3 separate regions of the Mus musculus genome follow, and all the other regions are linked to region 1. The links are chromatin contacts, called in public HiChIP or PLAC-seq and promoter capture Hi-C maps. All regions are on one chromosome and are shown on one strand. Each heading gives the region's core, a stretch centred on a gene start, on an enhancer-like site or on the middle of the called end of the contact. The rest is flanking DNA. Distances are from core to core; before and after follow the strand shown. Region 1 holds the start of Nt5m (5',3'-nucleotidase, mitochondrial). Region 2 overlaps Rai1 (retinoic acid induced 1). Region 3 holds the start of Nlrp3 (NLR family, pyrin domain containing 3).

What was found. Promoter capture Hi-C pulls out the DNA fragments that hold promoters and counts their contacts. HiChIP or PLAC-seq counts read pairs in DNA pulled down with a chosen protein or histone mark.
Region 2: a contact with region 1 is called in a FOXA1 HiChIP or PLAC-seq map of pancreatic cancer cells. The contact joins the enhancer-like site here to the promoter of Nt5m in region 1. A contact is called at or near these places in 3 of 39 promoter capture datasets (the C10 cell line, embryonic stem cells and liver), 4 of 484 Hi-C or Micro-C datasets (cardiomyocytes and embryonic stem cells), 12 of 115 datasets of contacts at active chromatin or transcription factors (the 230-238 cell line, astrocytes, embryonic stem cells and 3 more) and 2 of 9 other capture datasets (embryonic stem cells and liver).
Region 3: a promoter capture Hi-C map of hippocampal neurons shows a contact between it and region 1, with 2.6 times the contacts expected there. The contact joins the promoter of Nlrp3 here to the promoter of Nt5m in region 1. A contact is called at or near these places in 3 of 39 promoter capture datasets (the 3T3-L1 cell line, hippocampal neurons and macrophages), 3 of 115 datasets of contacts at active chromatin or transcription factors (the NIH/3T3 cell line, double positive thymocytes and large pre-B cells) and 1 of 9 other capture datasets (liver).

What each region holds. Positions count from the first base shown.
Region 1 is chr11:59,845,235-59,850,402 of GRCm38.p6, forward strand. It overlaps Nt5m (5',3'-nucleotidase, mitochondrial), which reads left to right and starts at 2,839. Exons shown (of 5, transcript NM_134029.2): 1 at 2,839-3,138. The coding sequence starts at 2,896. It also overlaps a transcript of Cops3 not described here.
Region 2 is chr11:60,175,934-60,181,101 of GRCm38.p6, forward strand. All of the region lies in intron 2 of Rai1 (retinoic acid induced 1), which reads left to right. Among named protein-coding and RNA genes, the nearest start is that of Mir6921, 22 kb to the right of the region's middle. Within about 2 kb of position 2,773, at least 17 of the 459 cell types and tissues checked have an H3K27ac peak or open chromatin away from gene starts, as enhancers often do. A contact at or near this core is called in pancreatic cancer cells, where this site is marked.
Region 3 is chr11:59,539,796-59,544,963 of GRCm38.p6, forward strand. It overlaps Nlrp3 (NLR family, pyrin domain containing 3), which reads left to right and starts at 2,891. Exons shown (of 10, transcript NM_145827.4): 1 at 2,891-3,072; 2 at 3,274-3,594. The coding sequence starts at 3,318.

The DNA of each region.
Region 1 (5,168 bases), core at 1,589-4,088:
CAGACTGAAGAAAAAAAAAATCAAGTTCCACTTGGCAAAATAAATGAGTCTAATTAATAAGATTTAATTGTAGGACCATGAAAAAGTCCCAAACCCTTAAGCTCCATTTTTGTTTGTTTTGTTTGGTTTGGTTTTTCGAGACAGGGTTTCTCTGTATAGCCCTGGTTGTCCTGGAACTCACTCTGTAGACCAGGCTGGCCTCGAACTCAGAAATCTGCTGCCTCTGCCTTCCAAGTGCTGGGATTAAAGGTGTGCACCACCACTACCCGGCTTAAGCTTCAATTTTATGTAGTGCTGTCTACAGACACACACCAGGAATACAGATGTACTTCACTATATCTCATCTGTGTGGTGCTAGGAATTGGATCAGGACTTAGACATTAGGCAGCGCGTTCTGTCTCCTGAGGTACAGTTGTAACCTGCAGCAGTATTAATGCAAACCTAAGCTTGTCTTAACACAGCAGATGTGAGTGACTACAGGCTCAGCAAATGTGAAACAGACAAACCAGACTCTGGGAAAGTGATGCGCTGTGTGCATCACTCCAGCCCAGCACAGCTTAGCCCAGCATCCTGCTGGGCTCAGCAAACACTGTCCCAGGAAAGATGGTCTTTCCTGCTGCAGGCTGGCACAGGGACACTAAATGACAAATTGCTGAAAGACGGTCACTCTGGTCAGGATTTTGAAGATTACCAACACTGCAGTGGGAGTCACCCCAGACAACATGCAACTGTCCCACTTCTTTTCGTTCTACCATTTTTGAAGCTCAGGGTGACTGTGCTACTTGATCTGGCCAGCCAAGCCCAGTTGAAGTGGCATGTTTTATGGATTGTGCTGTGTGACTTTTCCTGGAGAGATATGATAGACCAAAGAAAAAATTCCACCCAAGACTAGCTTGGTGAACCGATGAGTTTACTCAGATTACCACCACGCATAAGGGTGAGGGGTTAGTTAGAGGTGCATGGACAACTCACACAGCTGCATTAATAAAAGGTCCAGCTTTGTCTGGCTCTTGAAAACTCAACCCTGCTGCTCCCTGCCCAACTTTCAGGGAGCCCCACAGGAAGAGCCTCTTCTCCCCAGCTCTTGTTCACTGCCTTGAAAACCTTGTGAACTAGGAAGACCCTTGACTGTGCCAAGCCCTCTAGCCCCGGTGGGCTTACCTCAGGATAGGGTTCCAGCAGCTCATAGTTGTGGGAAGTCACATACGCCATTACAAGATGGCGCTGGCCACCGCTGGCCACCGCCCGTAAGTTCAGGTAAACAACCATTGTGCGCATGTGCATAAGGGTTTCTCACCAAATCAAAGCCCATCCCGGGGAATGTAAATGAGGCACTGAAAGCACAACCAATCAGGTATAGACACGCCACTCCTAGGCCTATATAAGCAGCGCCAGTTTTGGGGCTGGGGTCTTTTGGCTTCGCTATCAAGCTCTTCCAATAAACCTGTGCAGAAGAATCCTGTTGTGGTGTCTTCCTTGCTGGCGAATCGGGCGTCCACAATAGTCACAAAGCTTTTACTGAGTCAGTGCCTCTAGATTCTTGTCTCATGAACTTAGAGAATGAAGTTCATAGATGACAAGGAGGGTGAGTTTCTTTAAAGATATTTATTTTTCCTGAATGTATGTATGGGTATAACACACTTGCCTGGTGCCTGAGGGGGCCAGAAGAAGGTGTTGAATCTCCAGAAACTGAAGCTACAGACTGTTGTGAGCACTGTCTCTCTTCCATGTTAGCATGTCTATCAGTGGTGGTTCCTTGTTGTGGTCTTATTTAGGCAGCCATATTATTATGGAAGTTTTTCTGTCATTTCCAGAAAACATAATCTCACAACAGATTGTCTGGTCCTCCCATGTAACTTGCTTGGCCTTTTGGGACATGAGCTTTCTAGCTTTGTCTTTATCTTTCTTATTTTGGAAACATCCAGCCATCCCTCTTCTCTTTAGGACAGAGTCTTTTTAAAAAATCTTTACAAACATCCTGTGTATCCGTCTGTCTCTCTTTCCCTCCCTCCCTCCCTCCCTCTCTCTCTCTCTCTCCCCACGTTTTGGCAATATGTATGTCTGTGCACCACATGTGCCCATGGAGGCCAGCAGAGGGTGCTGTATGCATCCCCTGTGTTCAGAGTTGAGAGGATTGTGAGCAGCCAGCAGGGTGCTGGGAATCTAGATCAGGAAGGACCAAGATTTAACATACAGAGACCTTTCTTTACCAAAAATACCTTCATGTTTGCATCCTTTAAAATATTTTTTCTACCTACTAATTCCTTTTTTTTTAATAACATGAAGCACAGTAACAAATTTACAGACATATTTGGAGATTCACTATTGAATCCAGTGATGTTAGGATGGACACAGAGCATCTGTTTTTTTTAGAACCTTTATAGATTTGAAGGTTACACCTCTGATAGCTTTAAATTTTATAAGGTTATGGTTGCAAACATTCAGCATCTATGAACAAAGAGGATCACACACAGCAGGTGTATCTGCCTTTACCTGTACCTAAAACCTGAAATCCTCCCTGTCTATACTTGGGAATGACAAGCTGTTTAAAAACCTGTACCCATAATCCGGGATGGCTGGAACTTTGTTGGGCTCAGAGCTCAACGAAGTAAGCGCTCAATAAATACCTAAGGATTTGTTCCTCCGGTGGTGAGCTCCTCCATCCACCACTGCCTCAGTAGGAAGAGTGCTCCAGTCTGGCTTTCACAGGCGGCTGTAACCTGGGACTGGATGTCCCAGGGCGATCAGCACCCACGTCGCGCTCACCTTCTCTGGGCGCATGTCCCTTTAAGGGCGGCGGGGCTGCGCGCCGGCCTCGCTCTGGGCCGGAGCCTGCGCGTCCGTGTCCGCGGTGGAGGCTGCGTCTGCCGCGGGCCCCGGGCGAGGAGCGGGGCGATGCATAGGCTGCGCGGCTGCTGTGCGCGTCCCCGCGGTGCCCCGCTACGGGCCGAGCGGAGCCGGGCGAGCAGCCGCGCCCTGCGGGTGCTGGTGGACATGGACGGCGTGCTGGCGGACTTTGAGGGCGGCTTCCTCCGGAAGTTCCGCGCGCGTTTCCCCGACCTGCCCTTCGTGGCGCTGGAGGACCGGCGCGGCTTCTGGGTGTCGGAGCAGTACGGACGGCTACAGCCTGGGCTAAGCGTGAGCACCAGCCGGCCCCGCAGCCGTGCCCCGCGGGGAGGGGAAACTGAGGCCGCAGCTGTCCAGCCCCAAGCCAGCTCGACTCCTCCAATGACCTTTGGCGGGTTCTTTGGTACCACACGGATCCTGGGAGGACTAGGGCTACAGGGCTAGAGGGACCAACCATTCAGCTGTTGCTGGGTTTCCAGCTATCTCCTTAATCCCCCTTCCCAGCTGGACTCCCTTTTCCCCTCTCTTCCTCTCTCCTGCCGCTGCCCTTCAGTATCCACTTCTTCTAAATATTGGAGATTGAACCCAGACCTCTGTAGACTAGACAGGCTCCCAACCACTGACCTACATCTCCCATCCTCTTACTTTGTACTTTGTCCTTCATTCTCACTAGCTTCCCTAGGCTGCCCTTGAACTAATTCACTGTGTAGCCTAGGGAGGCCTAAATTTTTGATCCTCCTGTTTTATAGTCTCTCAAGAAGCTGAGACTGCAAGCCATGCTGGGCTTGAATTTTAAATTCTTGGTGTGTTTGGCCTCAGATAATTGGTTACATTAAAAACAAACAAAAACAAAAAACAAAACCGAGCATTCTCAGTCTCTTACCCAGACATGGCTATCCCTCCCAATGAAATTGACAGGAGTGTCTTTGCCATCCTCTTTTACCCCATGGAAGCATAACTTTGAGTGATACTGTATGCTAGAGAATGTGACTTGCAGAGTGTCACATGGGGAGTCGGACTGGGAAGAGTGAAACTTCCCTCTTGACCAGTGTAAGGTTTTTGGTAAGACCTTGGGCACCACTCCCCCAACCTTCCCATCCCTCATGGCTAGACAGAGATCCAGGCTTTTTGGTAAAGTGTAATTTGGAGACTTAAACTATTCTATGAAAGGAATAGGGGGATTTGCTCAGCATAAACTTAGAAACTCCAGCGTTTCTCACTTGGTTGTCTAGGGGCTATAGTGCTTGATGGTCAGAGGAGTGTTTTTTGTTTTTGTTTTTTAACTTATCAGGTTTGTAACATCTCGTTCTTCACAGTCTTCCAGGACTGAAGGCAGTGAGGTCATGAAGAAAAAGACACACAGAGAGCTGGGCTCTTTTCTGGAGAAACCACAGCACTCTTGGAAGCCCAGGGTGTTTGTAGGGATCAACAGAAAGGCGGGTGTATACGGATGGGCAGGGATGGGGACAGAGGTGTAACGAAACAGGGGAGGCAGTCTGCAGGGGGGAAACATTCAAGGGGGAAAGCTAGAGTGGCCATTCTCTGCATATACTGTCAAATTCTATACTTGGACCAGAGGAAGGCTTCTTCATGCCAGGGGATGGGGGTGGGGCTTTGCCCTTCCTTCATGGGTCTGAGGTTCTGGGGTGCTGACACAGCTCTGCCTATGTCAGTGACAGCACATTGCCTCAGGACTTCACTCAGCACTCTCTCCATTCCCTTATCTTGCTGTGGGAAGATGCTCCTGTTTCCTCCTTGCACACAAGGAGACCTGCCATCCTGCCATCATCACATCACGGGGTAGTAAGGAGCGCAGATGGGATTCAAGCCCCAGCAACACGTCTGCCTGCTCCACACAATTCTCTCCAACCACCCTACTGCCCTGTTCTCTGTTCTGCTTTCTCTTTTGATTTCAATACAGTACGGGGGTGGGTGGTAATACAGCTCAATGGTAGAGGATTGTCTAGCTAGTACAAGACTCTAGGGTTCTGTCCTAGCACTGCAGCTCTGCACCCCCAGCTCCCAGGCCCCTACATGATAAAGAAGGTACCTCCACAGTAATTTGGTTTACTGAGGGACAGGTATTTAAAGGGGACATGGGGTATCATTTCTGTTCATTCACAGATGGTACTGCTGCAAGCATCTCCACAGAGCCCAGATAGCTGATCTCTCCCGTGCTGAGACCTATGAAAGCTTTAAACCTAAGGAAATGCTCTGTCACCTCAGCAATCAACTGCTGCACTGCATAGGGTTCACTTACAGATGGCTGACCAACATTTGAATTTGGGGGACATAGTTTCCTTGTAGGAATATATTAAATT
Region 2 (5,168 bases), core at 1,523-4,022, 330 kb after region 1:
GGCGCAGAGTCCGGAGCCTGCGAGCGAGGTGAGGAGCCCGCGTCCTCGGCTGCTGGAGCGGGCGGGCGGGCGCGCATCGCCGAGGCAGATATAGAAAGGGGGGCAGGTTAAAAATAACCCTCTTCGGCTGGGAAGCTCGCGCGCACTCTCTCGCCTCGTTCGGTGCCAGAGGACTCCAGGGGAGGTGGCGTTGGGGAGGGCAGCGCGGGATTCCCCTCCTCCGCCGCCGGGCGGGGTGCTGCCTGCACGCCGCGGCTGCACGTGTGCGGGGCCGCGCGCCCAAGCCCCTCGGTCCGGCCCGCGGCGATCTCCCCAGCCTCACGCTTCTGGCTGCCGCCCCTCCCGCACCCAGAGCGGCTGTAGGAAGCGCTCCTTTATTCATTATTTACGAGCGTTAATAGGTTTGGGGCGCGCGGACTGGGGGCGGAGGCGAGGACGCCGCGGGGACCCCAGCGTTCGGGGAAGGGTGCGGACCTGCGGGAAGGTCTACGGGGCGGGGGTGGGGAGAGCTCACACGCAATTTCGCCGGCGCGCACTTAGCCGAACGGGGCGAAGGGACTATAGGCCCCCACTTTCCTCCCTGCACGGCCCTTGCAGCCGCGTCCCTGACGCAGCTCTGGCCTCATTTATCATCATCTTTGGTCAAGTGGAGTGTGCAAGGAACAGCTGCTTCACTCGGCTGACTTCCGAGGGCGGCTACAGCGGGAATCAGGAAAATGAATGATGGAGGCTGGGGGGCCGCCCCCAGGTCCGGGTGCAGGCGGGAGGGAGGCGGGGAGCATCTTGGCTGCCTTTGCCTCGTGGCAAGCGCAGCGCCCCCTTCCTCTCTGGGCGCCCACAGTCCCTGCGGATCTGTGGCTTAGGACGGGCGGGTGTGCCGGAGGTCGCCGTGACCTTGCTGGGGTCAGTGGGTTGGGCTGCGGAGGAGGCGTCGCGGCGTCTTTGGTGGCCCTCTCCGGATTGGCGGAAGGCCGGGAGACAAGGAGGGGGAGGGGAATACCAATGGAAGGTGAAATTTTACCTGCCCCTGAGGGAGTCCTGCGGATTTTCTCCCGGCGACAGCCGCGCTCTGCCTTTGTCTTACACGGCCGAAACATCTGTAGCAGCGGCGGAGAGGCCGCAGACCCCACCCTCCGCGCCGCGCCCTAGGCAGAGTACCCTGCTGCAGCCCACACCTCAATGTGGGGTCCTCGCCCGCGCCCTTCCCCGCCTGGTGTCGATGGGGCGGGGGCTGGTTGCGGAAAGGGTTAATGGCCTAGTCGCAGACCCTAATTGTCAGAGCTAGGCCCCGCTCCGTTCCAATTACCCTAAGTAGAGACTGAATGCGCAATTAACGGAGTCAGCTTGCCAACTGGAAAGCTGTCCCCGCTTTCACGTTGAGCGGAATACTCCACCAGCTGACTTGGACGAAGCAATTTCCTCTGCTCTCCCCTTTCTCTCTCCTCCAGCCCCTTCTCTTTTTCTCTCTCCTTAATAATAAAATTATACCAAGCAGTTTGCGGTGTGGCAGGCGGCCAGAAAAGCGTTTCTTTAAACGCCGCCGTCTCACAATTAGGCAGCAAGAGGATTTGACACGCCGAGGCGGCCTGACAGGCGGCTTCCTCCCCTGGGGGCGGGTGCAGGAGGGGCTTCAGTGCCCTGCTCCCCCATATGGAACCCGCACTGAGAAGGGGCCAGGGCTGCACCTCCTGGGCTGTCAGCTTGCTGCAGTGAGAAGCCCTTGGGGCAGGCAGCAGGGGAGGTTCTACCCAGACTCCTGGAAGCAGCAAGATCTTTCCCTGCTGGGCTATACAGTAGGAAAGCCATGTTCTCTGTTTCTGTGTGACAGAGAGGCATTTGGGGCACGTAACTGCTGAGCCTGGTGGACAACTTACTGACTCTCTCTCTGGATTTTCATTGATTTCTTCGGGTTTGGGATTGGAGTGTTGAGGGAGAATGTGCCCAGTTCCTGGGGCTGGTTGCTTTTCCATGCCAAGCTGTCTTCCGAGGAGGTTGCAGACAGGACTGTCTGTGATGAGCCAGAGACCCTCTGCTGCTACCACTGCGAGAGCAGACCTAGAGTCCCCATGAGCACACAGGAAGAGCTGCTTTGAAAGCACCTGGGTACCCAGACCACTGGCTCTAGCAGCCAAACTCAGAACTGGACCACGGTAGGTAGGTAGGCAGTAGCCACTGTAGGAGGGAGTTTGTTCTGGAAGCTTCCAGAGGGCAGCCACTTGCTTCCTTCATCATTTTCCCTCTTCCTGCCCCTGGGTGGCCTTCAGCGACGCCTTGGCAGTTCACTGCGACTTAAGCTACACACATCCCCTGGAGCCTCAGCTCTGCGCTCTGCTTGCTCTCCACCTGGACGCTTGGCTGAGCCAAGCTGGGCTCAAGAGTCAGTGGACACCAACAGGAAAGGCTGCAGGAAAGAGTGCAGGTCCTAGTTAGATAGTTTTTGTTCTGCCCACCAACTCCCTCACCCACTCATGAAACTGCTCTGTGGCCTTCACCCTCTGAGGCTGTGATAAAGAATAAATACTGTGATAAGCACAAAGCCAGTAGTGTCCCTCTGTCCCACTTGGTCACCATCAGAGCAATTTTTATAGGGGCAACTCTGGGGCCAGAGTAGGGCTTTGGAGCTTAAGAGCAAACACTGAAGTCCCTACCTTCAGGCTCTTATCCTTAGGAGGCAGCTCATTGTACCATTAATTATGTAATTACTGCTGTCATGAACCCCACATGGGAGCTTGGCAGGGGTCCCAGGAGGGGGGAGGGGTGGGGCCTTACCTATCTCTTGTGGAATGTTACAGGGCACCTCCTACACCACCTCTACAAGCTGAGCTCATGCCACACTCCTACCTCTAGCTCTTGAGCTCTTTCCTGCACCCAGGCCTCTCACCTTTTACTTCAGGGTTTGCCTGGGCCATGATGCTACCTACCTACCAAGGCCTGCTGCTCTGGAGCCAGAGAACATCTAGGTACTCCTTGTTGCATTGAATACCCAAGTCCCCAGCCCAAGAAGCTAAGAGCTAAAGTGCATGGGTGTGTGTGTGTCCACTTTGTCAGTCTTTGACACCTGGGGCTGATGGTCAAGTGACAACCCACAGATGGTCCTTTTGAACTTTGCCCTGCTTTAAATAACAACAATAAAAACCCTTGAGACTTGGTTGCTAACTTTTTTTTTTGGTCTGTGTGTGTGTGTGTGTGTGTGTGTGTGTGTGTGTGTGTGTAAGGACAACTTCCAGGAGCTAGTGCTCCCTACTGTGGGTTTCAGGGATGGAAGTTGATCACTAAGCCATTATATCTTGCCAGCCCTGGTAACATTTTTTGCAAATGAAAAACATCCCTACTGTACATTTCTGACCTGTAACCTCTTAAAGCAAAGGCTGCCCTGCTCTGGCTCCTTCTCCCCCCACTTTGCTTGGGACCAGTGTGTACAGCTGCCTCCAACCCCCATCTGACTACAGACCTCCGAAGTAGACTCTTCGTCCGTCCTTAAGAACAGGTCTGTGTTTAATGTATGAAGCAGACCTGTGGCCCTACCTAGTTTATGCCTCTCAGTCCGCCCAAATACCTTGTATCTTATCAGCTGACTTCTTAGTCTGGATTTAGTTTCACAGGGTTAATGTGACATTTGGAGCATGATTCATTTAATAAATATTTATTGTTCTGGGCAATGGGGACATGGCTATGAATAAAATAGGCAAAAATCCCTGCTCTTATGGAACTTTTTTCATTCGAGAGGAGACTGGTAATGAGGCCAAAAGGTAAGTGCTTTGAAGAACTAGAAGGAAGCACAAGGGGTGTCATTTTAAATACAATGATAACAGGGACACAGTAGAGTTGCATGGGTGTCTGGGAATGGTTTTCCTAGCAAAAGGGACAACTGGCACAGGCCTTGAGGCCCATGGAGGTGAAAGACTTGCCCAAGGTCAAAAGCCTAGTGGCATTTAGACAGCCTGCTACTAGCTTGACACTTCTTTTCTGCTTCTTCAACAAGTAAGGTAAGCCCTGGTCCTTCTGGGAGCATGGAGTGGAGAGGACAAGCTGTCCTGATGAGTTCGGCTTTCTGTAAGGATAGCACTACTGGGGCTTGGAGTGTGGACCAACCCAAGCAGCCTGGGAACCCCTGTGAGCTCCCTCTAGCCAGACCCCGATCTTTAGACCCTGCCCGTGGGTGGCACCAGTGAGGGTAGGCTAGCCTGAGCTGGACATGATGGACGGGGCCTGCTTTCTTCGTAGTTGGCCTTTATGTTTCTCCTTATTTAGACAGTGAGCGGTCAATAAAATGGCCCACAGTAGCCACAAGAGATCGATGAAGAAGAGTAGCAGCTGAGGTGGCTACAGAGAAGACAGCCCTGATGGTGGGCACAGAGCTAGCTGGACTATGGGCCCCTGCCACTGAGGGCATCAGCTGTGACCTACTGCATCCTAGTAAGAGATGCTGAGGGCTGTGTCCAAGAAAGAACTGGTGGGCCAGGGTCAATGCCATGGTGTTGCATCTCACTCCAGTGCCCTAGCATGGTAGGGATGGTAAGTCTGGAGTTCTCACACATTGTCTAGCGAACTCAGATTCAGCCTCTTAGGCCCCCAGCCTTAGAAGATTCTGGGTCCATTTTTTTCCCCCCGGTGTTGCCCAGGCTGGCTTGTTGGCAGTGTTTGGTAATTGAATTTAAAGCCTCATGAATGCTAGGCAAATACTCTACCACTGAGCTCTATGCCTAACCTGCCAGACTGGTCCTGAACTTGAGATCTGATCCCCTTGCTTCAGATTCCAAATGCTGGGATCATAGGTTTATGCCACTATATCCTGCTAATTTTCTATTTCAGTGATGGAGATTCTGTCTGCATGCTAGGCAAGTCTTCTAAAAAGCCTGAACTACAACCTGTCTCGTGTCTGCTACTTCTTATCTCTCCGCCTGCCTCTGTCTACTCAGGACCCCAGATCCTGCGGGAGGTGGGGGGAGGTAGTGTAAAAAAGATGTTACCAACATGGGGTGGTCTTGAGAAGCCGTGCTTTGGGGTAGTTTTGGGGTAGAGCTGCCTCACCACGACCACCACCACCACCACCACCACCAAGCAGATCCTTCAGCCTCTTCCTGATGCTAGCTCCTAGCCCAAGAAGTTTAGCGTAGTCTCAAAGGCCAGTGGGGTCTGACTGCTCTTGTGGGTTCCATGAAGATTCA
Region 3 (5,168 bases), core at 1,641-4,140, 310 kb before region 1:
GGCGTGGTAGTGTACACCTGCAATCCCAGCGCTCAGGAGGCACAGACAGGCAGATCTCTGTGAGTTTGAAGCCAGCCTGGTCTACATAGCAAGTTTCAGGATAGCCAGGGCTACAAAGAGAGGAGGCTCTGTCAATAATAGTAATAATAATAATAACAATTTTATAGTCAATTTTATTGATGAACATTTTACAGTTCCTTGAAATTATGTCTGTTTGTTTGCTTTTTTGGAGGGGGCGAGGCATGCCACAGCACAAGTCAGAGGACAGCTTGTAGGAGCTGTTTCTCTCTCTCAACCATGCGGGTTTCAGAGATTGGACTGGGGCCATCTTTTACTTGCTGAGCCATCTTGCTGACCCTTCACCAACTCTTATGTGGGACTGGGGACCAAATTGAGGGCTTCATACATTCCAGGAAAGTACTCTATCTACGCTCTGTCTACAGCTTCTTGTCATTTTGATTTGCTATTATCTGAGGACTGGTGACGTTGAACACACACTCCTGTGGGCTTTTGACTTCCTTTTTTGAGTGGTGTTTGCTCATCCTCCTATGATGGAGTTGAATGAGAGTCTTGCATATTTTTGCTATTAACTGCTTATCTAACCTGTGGTTTACAAATGTCTTCTTCAAGGTCATTAGTGGCTTCTTTGAGCCACTCTTGTGTCCTCAGAGCTTTTGAGTTCGATTGATTGGTCTTGGTAGCTTATTTTGCCTCTTGCTGTGTTGCTTTTTGGGAGATGCCTAAAAACCTTCACTACTGTATCAACAGGCTTTCCCTGTCTTCTAGGCTTTTGGGGCTTCAGATCTGCTTAGGCCTTTAGCACTCTGAGTGGATTTAAATGTGGTGTGAGATCAGATAGTTTTATTCTTCAGCATGTAACTATCCAGATTTCTGGAGACCAACCTAGTAATGCTTTTTGCGTTTTGCAGTACTTGGGACCCAGTCGTTGGGCATACCCAGGGTCTTGGGCACGCTCAGTAAGGCAGGGGGCTCCTGTCTTCCTGAGTCTGGCTGGTCTGCTTCTCTTCAGCCTTAGCATTTGCATTCCTGTTGCTTCTGTCCCTGAATCAGCAGAGTCTCTGCCCTTTCACCTGTAGAGTAGCATGAGGAGCTGCCTCATTCAGGACACTGAGAGAGTACCTCTTGCTCAGAGTTGGTTGGAGTCTCTGCCATGGTCAGACAGTGGTTCTACAGTGACCAAGGGTGGCAGAGAAGCAGGTCTGAGCGGCCATCAGTTCCCTTGTCCTTCGGGGTGTAAAGAAAGCCAAGCACTTTGGCTTTTTCCTGGGACACAGCCACCTCAGCCTGACAGGTGAGACCAAAAGTCATGGAGTAAGACTTATGCTTTTAAAACTAACAGGAGATGGAGAACACTTGGAGCTGCGTGCTGACCACCTCCATGCCAGGAGAAAGAAATTAGAATCTAGGGTTTCAAAGCCTGATTCTGTCCTCAGCTCTCCACACACTGGTTCTGCTTGCCACTGCTTATGTCCCCCTCTCTGGGATCCTAGGCCTCACTGAGCTGCTCGCTGCCTGTGCTGAGCCCTGAGGTTTCACTTTTTCCCATTGTTTCTAAAGGCTTCTGCAGGGAACCCCCGGGAATTCTGGTCTGCAGCTTAGGCTTACACTCAGAACTCTATTGCTTGGGTTTGGAAAATCCATCCAGATGAGTAACTGCCAATCCGTCTTTGACAGTGATGCAAGCTTGTTCACGTCTTGAAGCCACATCCTTCCTGTCTCCAGTGTCACAGTGACCCCTATATATTTATCTCATTTCCCCTTTATTTGTACCCAAGGCTGCTATCTGGGTGAGTACAATGTCATGGAGCAGAGTGGATAAAAGGTCCAGGGTATTTTTAATGGCATGATTTATCTTAGTCAATAGACAAGGAATTTCTTTTAGACTCATCTAACATTAAGGTATTTCTGGGATGTTCTGTTTGCTGTTACGTGGTTCATGCATGTTAGGGAGGTGTGTGTGCGCGTGAGCGCTCACAGAAGAAGCAATTATAGCTCCCTAGGACTTAAACAGCATCTACTCAGGGTGGCAGAGGGTGGACTGCCTGTGAGGGGGGGAATGTGCTGGAAGCCCAGGGGGCAGCTAATGTAAAGAGCAAATCTGTTGTGGCAGGTCTTAGCAGCAGGGGGCAGAGGGCTGAGAACTCCTGGGAAAGACTAGGAACTGAGGGGTCAAAAGTCTAGGAGGATCTGTGGAGCTGGGGCAGCAGTCAGCAAGAACACTAGAGATGACAGAAAGATGTGAGGTGCGGCAGGAGACAGGGAGAGGAGATGCAAGAGTGGACACGAGACAGGTACATCGAGCTTGGGGCACCTTCAATGTCATCTTGCTGTCACATGAATATCAATTCGGAGGCCATCACCACCTTTCAGGCACTTTCCTCTACCATCTATGGCTTCAGTCTGAGAAAGCCACTTAGTGTCTCTACCACTCAGCAGAAGGAACCTACACACCTCAGTGGAGAAACTAGATGAGAAGAGTAAAAAGAATCAGGGCAGCATCTAGGCCCAGAGTTCTGACTAAATGTGAATCACGATGCTCGTTATAGATGTGAGATGTTAAAGAGCCGTTAAAGCGATGTACGCATGTAGTCTTCCTCTTTATATGCACACAATTCCACCTGATCGGGTTCTGTCTGTCAGTGGGAAATAGAGGAACACTGAAGGGTTAGCTGTCAGCCCGTCTGGGCTGTGAGTCCTCACCTTGGTGCTCTGGGGTTATTATAGCTTATTTTCTCCTGGCTTCCTCCTTCCTTTGAAAATAAAAGCAAGAAACCAGGGCTTTCCATTAAAAGAAATCGGGAAGCAATCTCTTCTGCTTTCTCAGTGTCTGAAGGAGGAAGCTGAGGTTGAGAAACAGTGAAGGCTGTGCCCAGGTCCTAGCCTCGTCACCATGGGTTCTGGTCAGACACGAGTCCTGGTGACTTTGTATATGCGTGTTCTCTGTATACCACATCTGATTGTGTTAATGGCTTTCTTATTTTTATCTCTACAGAGGAACTTTTCTTCCATGGCTCAGGACATACGTCTGGATCAAGCTAAGAGAACTTTCTGGTAAACATTTGGCTTACTCAGTTCTTACTAAGTCAGAGATGGTGATTCATTAAAAACCTGTACCAATCTATGGGGTACCCTTAGAGGTTTCAATATTAGCATCTAGTTTCCTGTGTTTCTGATAACTTCGTTTTCTGGAAGTGGAGACTTTTAATACCATTCTTCTTTACTCCCATGGGGTTTTCATTCCTGCACTGCCAGTGTGGACCTAAGCCCCGAGACCCTCGAAAGGGCTGCTGCTGAAGATGACGAGTGTCCGTTGCAAGCTGGCTCAGTATCTAGAGGACCTTGAAGATGTGGACCTCAAGAAATTCAAAATGCATTTGGAAGATTACCCGCCCGAGAAAGGCTGTATCCCAGTCCCCAGGGGCCAGATGGAGAAGGCAGATCACTTGGATCTAGCCACACTCATGATTGACTTCAATGGCGAGGAGAAGGCCTGGGCCATGGCTGTGTGGATCTTTGCTGCGATCAACAGGCGAGACCTCTGGGAAAAAGCTAAGAAGGACCAGCCAGAGTGGAGTGAGTAAACAGAAGGGTTTTTGGTTTTGTTTGTTTGTTTGTTTGTTTCTTACAGTAAGGTACACGTGACATAAAAGGTGGAATTTTAGTAATTTTACATATATGGCTTAGCAACAAGAAAACATATGGTTGTGCAACCAACTTCTCATCTTGCACAACTGAAGCTCCCAACACACTAGATGATAAGTCCCCATTACCTAACCCCATCTCCTAGCAACCACCGCTGTTTTCTGTCCCTGTGAACTTTACCTCTATGGATTCCTCGTGCAGGTAGATTCATGGAGGGCTTGTTTCTTTTGGCTGGCTTACTTCACTTAGCATAATGTGTTCAGGTACATCAGAATTTCCTTCTTAAAAAAGGTTAATGTTGAATATTCATGTGTGTCTATTACATTGTGCTTGTCTCATCTGTGCATATCCATTTGCTATGGATAACTATGTCTATTCAACATCTTCAGTTCTCTGGTTTTGAGTTCGAGTCTCAAGTATCCCAGGCTGGCTCCAAACACAGAATCCTCTTTTCTCTGACCATGGGTTTTCCTTCTCTCCTGCAGGGGTACGGGAGGGTGAGGGTCAGAGGGAGGGGAGCAGTGTGGTTTTCTTAATTCTGTAAAAACTCCGGTCTCAGTCTTCACTCACTCGCAGGTGACTGTTGTGGCTGGTTCCAACCTCGTGAGTTGGCTCAGTGCTGAGGTCCTCCTCTGGTTCCCCAACCAGCTCATAGCAGATGCTCGTCTGCTCTAAACCAGGGAAGCAGCAGAAGGGATTTGGAATAAACCAGGGAAGTCCCAGGCAGAAGATGCTGAGTGGGAGCTGCGGAAGGAAGTAGTCACCGGAGATAAGGATGCTGGGGTGGTGTGACTCAGCAGTAGAGCACCTCCCTGTTATGCACAGGGATCTGGGTTCCACTGGGCCAGTTGGAGATGATGATGAGGGGTGTGGCAAGGCAATGGCAATCCGGGAGAAGGAGACGGAGCTAGGTGGCAATCCAATTGCACATCACAATGCAGCCGTAATTGTTCCTGACCTGAGAATGTGTACAACAGGAGTGAAGTCTCAGCAATACAAGTCCTGACTGAGCAATTTTAGATTTTGTTTTTCAAATTAAAGCATTAAACGTTTTTAGCTATTTATGTTGTGTGCCTGTATGTGTGTGCTACGGCACCTATGTGGAGGTTAGAGGACAATATGCAGGGGTTGATTCTTTTTACCATGTAGGCCTTGGGGATCAAACTTCAGGTCATCTGGTTCGTGCCTTTACTCCCTGAACCAGCTCTCTCCGGCTCTGTACCAGGTAGTTGGGTTTGTTTGTCTGTTTTTTATAAGATTTATTTTGAATTGGATGTATGTAGTAGCACACCAGAAGAGGGAGTCATATCTCGTTACGGATGGTTGTGAGCCACCATGTGGTTGCTAGGATTTGAACTCAGGACCTTCGGAAGAGCAGTCAGTGCTCTTAACCACTGAGCCATCTCACCAGCCCCAGCACATGTCTTTATCCCCAGTACTTGAAAAGCAGAGGCAGGCAGATCTATGGGAGTTTGAGGCCAGCCTGGTCTACAGAGGACATTGTT